Linked DNA regions of Pan troglodytes: region 1 is linked to region 2. The links are chromatin contacts, called in public HiChIP or PLAC-seq maps. All regions are on one chromosome and are shown on one strand. Each heading gives the region's core, a stretch centred on a gene start, on an enhancer-like site or on the middle of the called end of the contact. The rest is flanking DNA. Distances are from core to core; before and after follow the strand shown.

Region 1 (3,778 bases), core at 145-2,644, 320 kb after region 2:
TTCAGGCACTGGGTCCACCATGGCTGAGCCCCGTCCTTTGTTGGAATCTCTGCAGATCACAAGGAGGGACATCGAGGAATACGTTTGAGAGCTCTTCCCCCCTCCTCATCCATAGTCACCCCATCCCAACTTAATCCGCTTTCGGATTAGGCTCAGAGGCTTTGGTGGAACGTAAATCATAAAACCGATGTCGGAAAGCCCAGGCTGAGCGCCAGAACGGGGATGGGGGTGGGGCGGACACTCGTGTTCAGAGAGCAGCCTGGGTCTCCCTCAGCCCCGGAATGCGGGGTGGAGGCCTGTGGCGAGGCTCCTCTGGGCGCCTGGCCCGCTAGATGCATCCCCTTTCTGCTGCAAGTTAAGATGAAAAGATCCAGGTGCAGGCAGGAGCTAGCGAGGGAGGCGCTGGAGGATTCCCGGGAGGATTAGCGTATTTGTTTGTAGCTTAGGCGGGCTACTGGGGATGCAGCTTTGCAGGAACAAAAAAGCAAGAGGCCTGTTCATCCCAAGGGACCCCATTTGCCTAAGGGAAGAAGTTTATGGTTGATTTCCCCTGCCAAAGGAGACTCGGTCGCAGGGCCCCCGGGTGATTAAAGGGCTGGGAGAAGTCCCCAAAGGCCTCTCCGGGAGGGGTGATGGATTCTTGCTCCAGCAGCTCTGGCAGGGCTTACTGAGGGCTCTGCACGCCGCCTCCGCCCCCACCTCCACCCCCACCGGGTGTTTGCTGGGGATGGAGAAGGTGCCTGGATACTCTCAGACGCACCGGATCTCCTCCAAGTCTGAATGTGCTAAAGATACCATCCACCCCAGTCTGGGTTCAGATACCCGCCCTCGGGTGCCCTCCGAGTTCCCCCACAGCATCCCAGTGGGTGGGCTCCTGGAGCGCAAAGAACCTGGCCGCCCAGGTTCCCGCAGCTCCCGGTACCCGAGCCGGTTTACTCACCCCGCGTCCTGGGCTTCGGCCCCGCGCCAAGGGCTTTTGTTCGCAGCTCGCCGCTGTCCCCTGCGCTTCTTCAGTCTCTGCGCCGGCGGGGTCGGGTTACTGCCGGCTGCAACCGTGAAAGGAGCCCCATCTGCCGCCGCCAGCGTCTCTCCATGGGGTCTGCGAACAGGGCGCACGCACCCCAGATGCTACCTACACGTGGGAGGGGGAGTGCGACAATGTCTCCCTGAAATAACGCGGCTCTGCACCCTTCCCTCACATTGATTCTTTAAAAAAGAAGCCCGGTTCCGTCGCTGCGGCATCCCTCTACACCTCTACAACCGTGGAGGTAACGCAGGTCCCACGCTGCCCCCTGCGCCTCCTGGCGGACACTCGAGGGTGCTGGTTTGTTTGCTTCGAGGACGAAGGAGAAATTTTTGTTTAAATGTATATATGTACATATATACACACATATAATATGTATATATATACACTACACACATACAGGTAGATGTAGGTATAAATATGGATAGATATCGATATATAAATCACCAAGAAACCCTAGTCTTTCAGCAGCCTAACTGGGTAGAATGAAGGAATTGCTCAGCTTGTTTCTAAAGGAAACCCTGAGGAGCAAACAAACTTGATAGCGAATAATTGGGTGGAAATATGGCGCCTGATGCAAATTGTGATTTTTTTTTTTTCAATGAAAAACTAAAAACAGGCTGGGCAAGGTGGCTTACACCTGTAATCCCAGCACTTCGGGAGGTCGAGGCCAGTGGATTACTTGAGTCCAGGAATTTGAGACCAGCCTGGACAACATAGCGAGTCCCCATCTCTAAAAAAATTTTCAAGAATTAGCTGGGGTGGTGTCCTGTGCCTGTAGTCCCGGCTACTCCAGAGGCTGAAGTGGGAGGATCACCTGAGCCCAGGAGGTTGAGGCTGCGGTGGACCATGACTGCACCACCACACTGCAGCCTGGGTGACAGAGTGAGACCCTGTCTCAAACAAAATAAAACAAAATAAAAACAAACAAAAACTAAGAACACTTATGGGTTTGACGCAGGTGGAACATATGTAACTGGTGTTTAATGCAACATTTTATGACTTCCTGGTTATAGATAATAACAATTATAACCAGTTAGTGCCATACAATGAGTGTTATTTTGAGACATCTCCTGCCCACCTCTTTTCCATTTTGAGTGATAGTGGCCATAGGAGACAGATCGGAGGAGTGCTTGATGGAGGGAAGTCGAGGAGAGGATGGGACATAACATTAGAGGGAATGTTGAACTATGCATTAAATAACCTTGGCTGGGTGTGGTGGCACACACCTGTAATCCGAGCACTTTGGGAGGGCGAGGCGGATGGATCACTTGAGATCAGGAATTCGAGACCAGCCTGGCCAACATGGTGAAACTCCGTCTCTACTGAAAATACAAAAATTAGCCGGGTGTGGTGGCATGCAGCTGTAATCCCAGCTACTCAGGAGGCTGAGGCAGGAGAATCGCTTGAACCTGGGAGGCAGAGGTTGCAGTGAGCCGAGATCTCACCACTGCACTCCAGCCTGATGACAGAGCGAGACTCCATCTCAAGAAAAAAAAAGTAAATTTTAAAAAATAACCTTGACATTGTCAGGTAGACTGTGAGGAGAAAGTGAAGGGTTTTAAGTGGGGAAATGACATGATTTGGTTTTTATTTTAGGAACATAACTCTGGCAACAGTGAAGTGGAGGCTTTACAAAGGCCAGGGCCAAGAGGAGGCAGGAAGCCCAGTTAGCTGGACACTGTGGTCACCCCAGGCAGGAAGGATTGGGGCCAGAGAGGAACAGTGGCAGGAGGAATACAGCACATAGTGATGGGGAGGGCCAGGGAAGGATGGTTTCCTTTTCGGACCTCTTGATTGAGGTGGAGCTGCTCAGCAGGTGGCTGATAAGTTGTGTCAGAGATCTGGACTGGAGCTAGAATTAGGACATTGTGACCATATACCTGGTTCCTAAAACCAACAGTGTGAGTGAGATCACTCAGGGAGGGCAGGTGGAGCAATGAGAGAGGCTGGCAGGGCATGGATGGGGCTGCTAAGGGAAAAGGAGTGCACGAAGGGGACCAACAAGGAGTGCAACAAGGACAGACAGCAAAGTGTGGTCTTGTGTGAGCTACCAGTGGGGCACTGCAGAAGGAGAGTGCGCCCCTCTTGTTAAGGGCTGCAGAGGTCCAGGAGGTTTCACCTGGAGTCAAATACCCACTGAAACTGGCAGTTATGAGTCTTGGGTGACATTGGCAAAAACAGCTTAGTATTGCACTGGGGCAGATGCCAAGTGCAGGAAGCTGAGGTGCAATGGGAGGTGAGAATTACTGATGCTTTTGACATTCAGGTAGTAGTTTTAAGAACACGAAGCCTTTGGAATTTTACCCTACTTACATACTAACAGGTGAGCCTGCCACCGTTCTGTATATGCTGGCAGAAGACAGGAGACTCCAGGGTCAGAAACCACCGACTTTGTTACTCATGGCACAGCAGGCAGCATGAGATCATGCTTTTGTTGGCTCCCCTTGCTCCATGTGTCCCATGGGTCATAGACAGGTAGTGAATTAGGTAGAGATTAGTAAACCCTAAACTTCTCAACAGGGCTACTAGCAAACCTGCTCAACCATTGCCCCAGTGACAGCATTATCTTTATTATCTTGGACTGCAAACAAATCTCCCCGCTTCCCTGGAGGGAGATTCTATCTCTATCATCCTTGAAAAACAGTCCAGCTGGGCATGGTGGCTCCTACCTGCAATCTGGCACTTTGGGAGGCCAAGGCGGGAGGATTGGCTGAGCCCAAGAGTTTGAGACCAGCCTGGGCAACATAGTGA
Region 2 (4,064 bases), core at 381-2,880:
GCAGCCTATGACAACAGGGCTACTCCCTAAGTTTTCACCTGGCTCACCTGAGAGATATGTGAAAATGGGGGCACCAGGAGGGTAGTTCCCTTACATTTTCTTGGTTGACCTGAGAGGCCTGTGGAGCCTGATTCCCAAGGAGCAAGGTCTTTCCTGGCCTCCCACAAATGGCACCACTGGATCTGCCCCATGATTCCTCCGGAAACCAGACGGTGGTTTGGCAGTGGTTTTCTCCATCTATGCAAACAAGCCCTGGCCCCTGGCGCAGTCTTATTAAACTCCCCAGGGGAGAGAGACCTGGGAGAGCATCTGGCGTCTCCAGACTCCTGCCCTTGTTGTGACTGCCACACCTTATGCCTGAAATTCCCTGCTACTTGTGTAGACCCTTTGTGAGGCCCTCTTTGCGTATTCTCTTCTTTCTAGGTCCCATTCCTGCGTGGGTCACTTCTGGACTTATCTAAGTGTCATCGTAATTAGTCTTCTGAGTGAGGATATCGTATTGCAGTAATGACCCTGGGTTTTCCTCAGCAGAAACCCAACTAGGGTTTCTTCACCTCAACAGAAATGTATTGAGCATCTATTATATGTGCGGTTCAGTCTCAAGTGCTGGAGAAATGGAGAAAAGCCACCTGATTTTACTTCTATCTGTCAGGGTGGTGCTCATGGGATGCTTGTGGGGGGGCATGATGCTGTGACTTCAGTTTGCCTGATTCCCCAGATGGCTTCATTTAGAGGCTGGACCCTATGTGGGTCTTCGGAGTAGCCATGGTGTCCAGCAGTGCCAGCAGGAAGCAGACTCCTCAACAACTCTGCCCCGGCATTCAAGGACCTCCTGAGTTCAGACTCACCCAGCCTGGCCAACCTCAACTCCTATCAAATCCTAGGCCCCCTGCAACGCCTGGCAGCTCTCTCTCTTGAACACATCAAGCTCTTCCATCCTCTGGATTTTTGCAAGGCCTATTTCTGCAGTCTCTCCCCTGTCCTCACCTCCCCCTTCCTTGCCTCTTAAGTGATTCATCCACCTTTCTGAGAGCTTTCCCAAAGGCCACCTTACAATAAATTATTTCTTCCTCTGTTGGATCCCTACTTTGTTGTTACACATCGATTCATTGAGCGCTCTGTGCCCGACACTGTGCTGGTTTCCTAAAACTCATCTAAGTCTCTTGCTTTCTGCCTGGAGTGAAGAGTAGTTCACGCCTGATTCTCAGTGCCTCTAGGGCTGGAGCGGAATCTCAATGTCTGTGTCCTCGTCTCTCACCACCGCGTTTTGCACTTTGTCGAAAGGTGTCAGATGGAGAGATGGCTTCTAGACTGGGCTCTGCCCACTAATTAGCTGTTTGGCCTTGGGAGAATCATCCGGCCTCTCTTGCTGCCCTTCTTTCCGATGAAATAATGCTGACGATGATATTTCAGGGTTGTCCAGGGGTCAATGAGGCGGGATAGAGGGAAGCATCGTGAAATCTGGGAGCCCCAGGCCACCGAAAAATGTGGAAGGGCCGTACCCCCACTCTCCTAGCACTGGGTGTGAGGCAGCGTCGTTTCCCCTTCGCTCTCTTCGAATGTCAAGTGCACCAGCTTCCAATCCCTCCTCTGGGCGGGCCCTGTCTGGCTAATCTCAGCTGCAGATTCCAGTACAAACTCAGGACTCTCCCCCGCCCAGCCGCCCCTACACAAGGACTCGCCGAACACACCTTGAATCCCGCGCCAGAGTGCAGCCCGGAACTGCAGCTCGCGGCGCGGGCCCAGGTCGGGGGTCGCGCGTCTCCAGTCGGTGACTCAGGGCCGCTCGGTCCGGGGGTGGGTGTGGGTAGGCAGGACCGACCAGGGCCGCGCGGGGGCAGCTGCCGGGCGTTCGGTCACCTAGCGGTGGGAGCCGAGGCTGGCTTTGGCCAGTCGCCATTCCGCCGCGGGCGTCTGTCTCGCCGGGTTCCCGGGCGCGGGAGGAAGGCCCGCGCCGCTTCCCACTCGGCGCGCTTCTCTCCCAGTGCGCAGTGGCCTGGTGGGTCAGCCGGCGGCGGCTGGAGCGCGGGGCCGGCCCTGCGCGCGAATGAATGGGCGCCCGGGGGACGCGCGCGCTCTGGGCTGAAGGGCATTAGGACCGTGAGGATCGCTCCGCGATCCTGTCTCTCCCTATCACCCCCCCGCCCCCCCACCTCTCTCCTTTTTCTGCTCTGCAGGACTGAGCAGCTAGGCGCGAGCGAAAACAAACAGCTGGGGCTGCGAGCGCCCCCGCCCCGGCCCCGAGAGCACGCCGGCCCAGTCCCCCACCTGGGGCTCCCGTCTGCCCACCATGAGGAAGATCCGCGCCAATGCCATCGCCATCCTGACCGTAGCCTGGATCCTGGGCACTTTCTACTACTTATGGCAGGACAACCGAGCCCACGCAGCATCCTCCGGCGGCCGGGGCGCGCAGAGGGCCGGCAGGAGGTCGGAGCAGCTCCGCGAGGACCGCACCATCCCGCTCATTGTGAGTACGCCCCGAGCGTCGGCCGGCCGGCTAGGGAGCCGCGGCGCGCGTCCAGCCCCTGCGCGGCGGCCGAGGGCGCGGGGCCCGGCCAGGGGCTGAGTGCCCGCTGCGCCGGGCCGGCTTTGTATATGTTGGAGCATTCCTGCCCGTTGTTATGGCAACCTCTGCCGGGCGGCGGGGCTGGGGCGCACCGACTAAGGGAGGGTGACAGAGGGTGGGGGCTGGGAGAAAGTGCTGCAAGTTTGGTGGGCCCGGCGTGCGCGCGCGGCTGGGAACGTGGCGGCTCTCCCGGCTCTGCGCTGCCGGGGCCGGGAGTCTGGGGGCTGCAGGAGCCTCGTGTGCCCCGGAAGGCTGCCGGGCCCAGCGCGCGGCGAGCGGGCGGTGGGAACTACTCGCAGCCGAGCGCGTAGGTGGCAGTGCGCAGCCCGTCTCCAGCCTTCTGGGGGCAAAGGACATCGGGTGGGGGCGTGGGTAGGGGAAGGCTCTCTAGGCGCTGCGCCTGGCTTCGAACCCCCTTCTGAGCAGGGGTCAACTTGAACCCGCTTCTTCGGCGCCGACACCCAGCTCCCCCGGAGTTCTCTGGGTTGAGGAAAGGTCTCGCACTGTACGCGTCTCTCACTCCCAACATTAGGGTCCGCCACCACGGGTAGGTGGGCAGTGTCAGCGCCCGAACTTGGCGATACCCTTGCATGAAGTCAGCCTCGCGACATCTAAGCGGGCAGGGAAACAAAGGCAGTGTGGCACAGCGGGGGCGGCGGCGGGGCTGCGGGGGCCCTTGGCGCTCTGGGGACCCGGGCGGGGGCGTGCGGAGCCGCAGCCGCCCTGCAGGGGGCGATCCTGTCGCCGTCTCCGTCCGAGCCCCAGGTGACAGAGCTGTGCGTGGCCAGGCAGGGGCACCTGTTGAGGCGGGAGGCTTTGGCACCCGCCGAGAGTGCGCTCGAGCGGGCGCGTTCTTCCAGACGGGGGCGGTTGGTGGACGAGAGCCTCGGACGACCCTCAGGAACTACCAGGGCGGGGCAGCCTGGCCGGATGAGGACCAGGAAGAGGAGAGCCGAGTGGGGCGGGGGTAAAGGAGTGAGGAAGCTTGGCGATTCCGACAAGGAAAGATCTGGGCCTGGGGGTGGAGGGGTGAGGAGCTCCGCGGGGGAGGTGCAAGGTCCGGAGGGCTGAGGCTTGTGTGGAGCCGAATCCGAGAAACGCATTCAGACGCGGATCTGAATCCCAGGAATATCGGGAAGTTCATTGGAGAGTGTCCCCTCATATTCCCATCCTGCCCCAGATTCCAAGTCCCCTGCAAAGGAAACATTATTTCAGGGCTTTGCCTGAGGAGACCTGGCGGGGGGTGAGGTTGTGGGTTTTGTCCTAGATACCAGTCTGGGTGAACTCTCTGGGGGCAAGCCTGATTAGGTGCACTGTTCCCTTCTGGGCTGTTCTCCCAGGACACTGTTTCCAAAGCACTTGTCGCCCTTTGGACAGAAAACTGATAAGGAAAAGCCTCCTGTGCTGAGACCCCAGAGTGTTGTGATCTGAGCGGAGGGACAGGTTGGAGCTGGAACTGTCCAAACCAGCAGTGGCCTCCAGACCCCAGGGAGCTTCC

Evidence for each region. HiChIP or PLAC-seq counts read pairs in DNA pulled down with a chosen protein or histone mark.
Region 1: a contact with region 2 is called in an H3K4me3 HiChIP or PLAC-seq map of stem cell-derived excitatory neurons, with 2.3 times the contacts expected there. The contact joins the promoter of CCDC177 here to the promoter of GALNT16 in region 2. A contact is called at or near these places in 2 of 7 Hi-C or Micro-C datasets (induced pluripotent stem cells and stem cell-derived neural progenitor cells) and 1 of 1 datasets of contacts at active chromatin or transcription factors (stem cell-derived excitatory neurons).

The regions. Positions count from the first base shown.
Region 1 is chr15:67,564,846-67,568,623 of NHGRI_mPanTro3-v2.0_pri, forward strand. CCDC177 (coiled-coil domain containing 177) reads right to left here and starts at 1,395. Exons shown (of 2, transcript XM_016926264.4): 1 at 941-1,395; 2 at 1-49. The coding sequence starts at 21.
Region 2 is chr15:67,246,688-67,250,751 of NHGRI_mPanTro3-v2.0_pri, forward strand. It overlaps GALNT16 (polypeptide N-acetylgalactosaminyltransferase 16), which reads left to right and starts at 1,631. Exons shown (of 16, transcript XM_522885.8): 1 at 1,631-1,746; 2 at 2,178-2,467. The coding sequence starts at 2,291.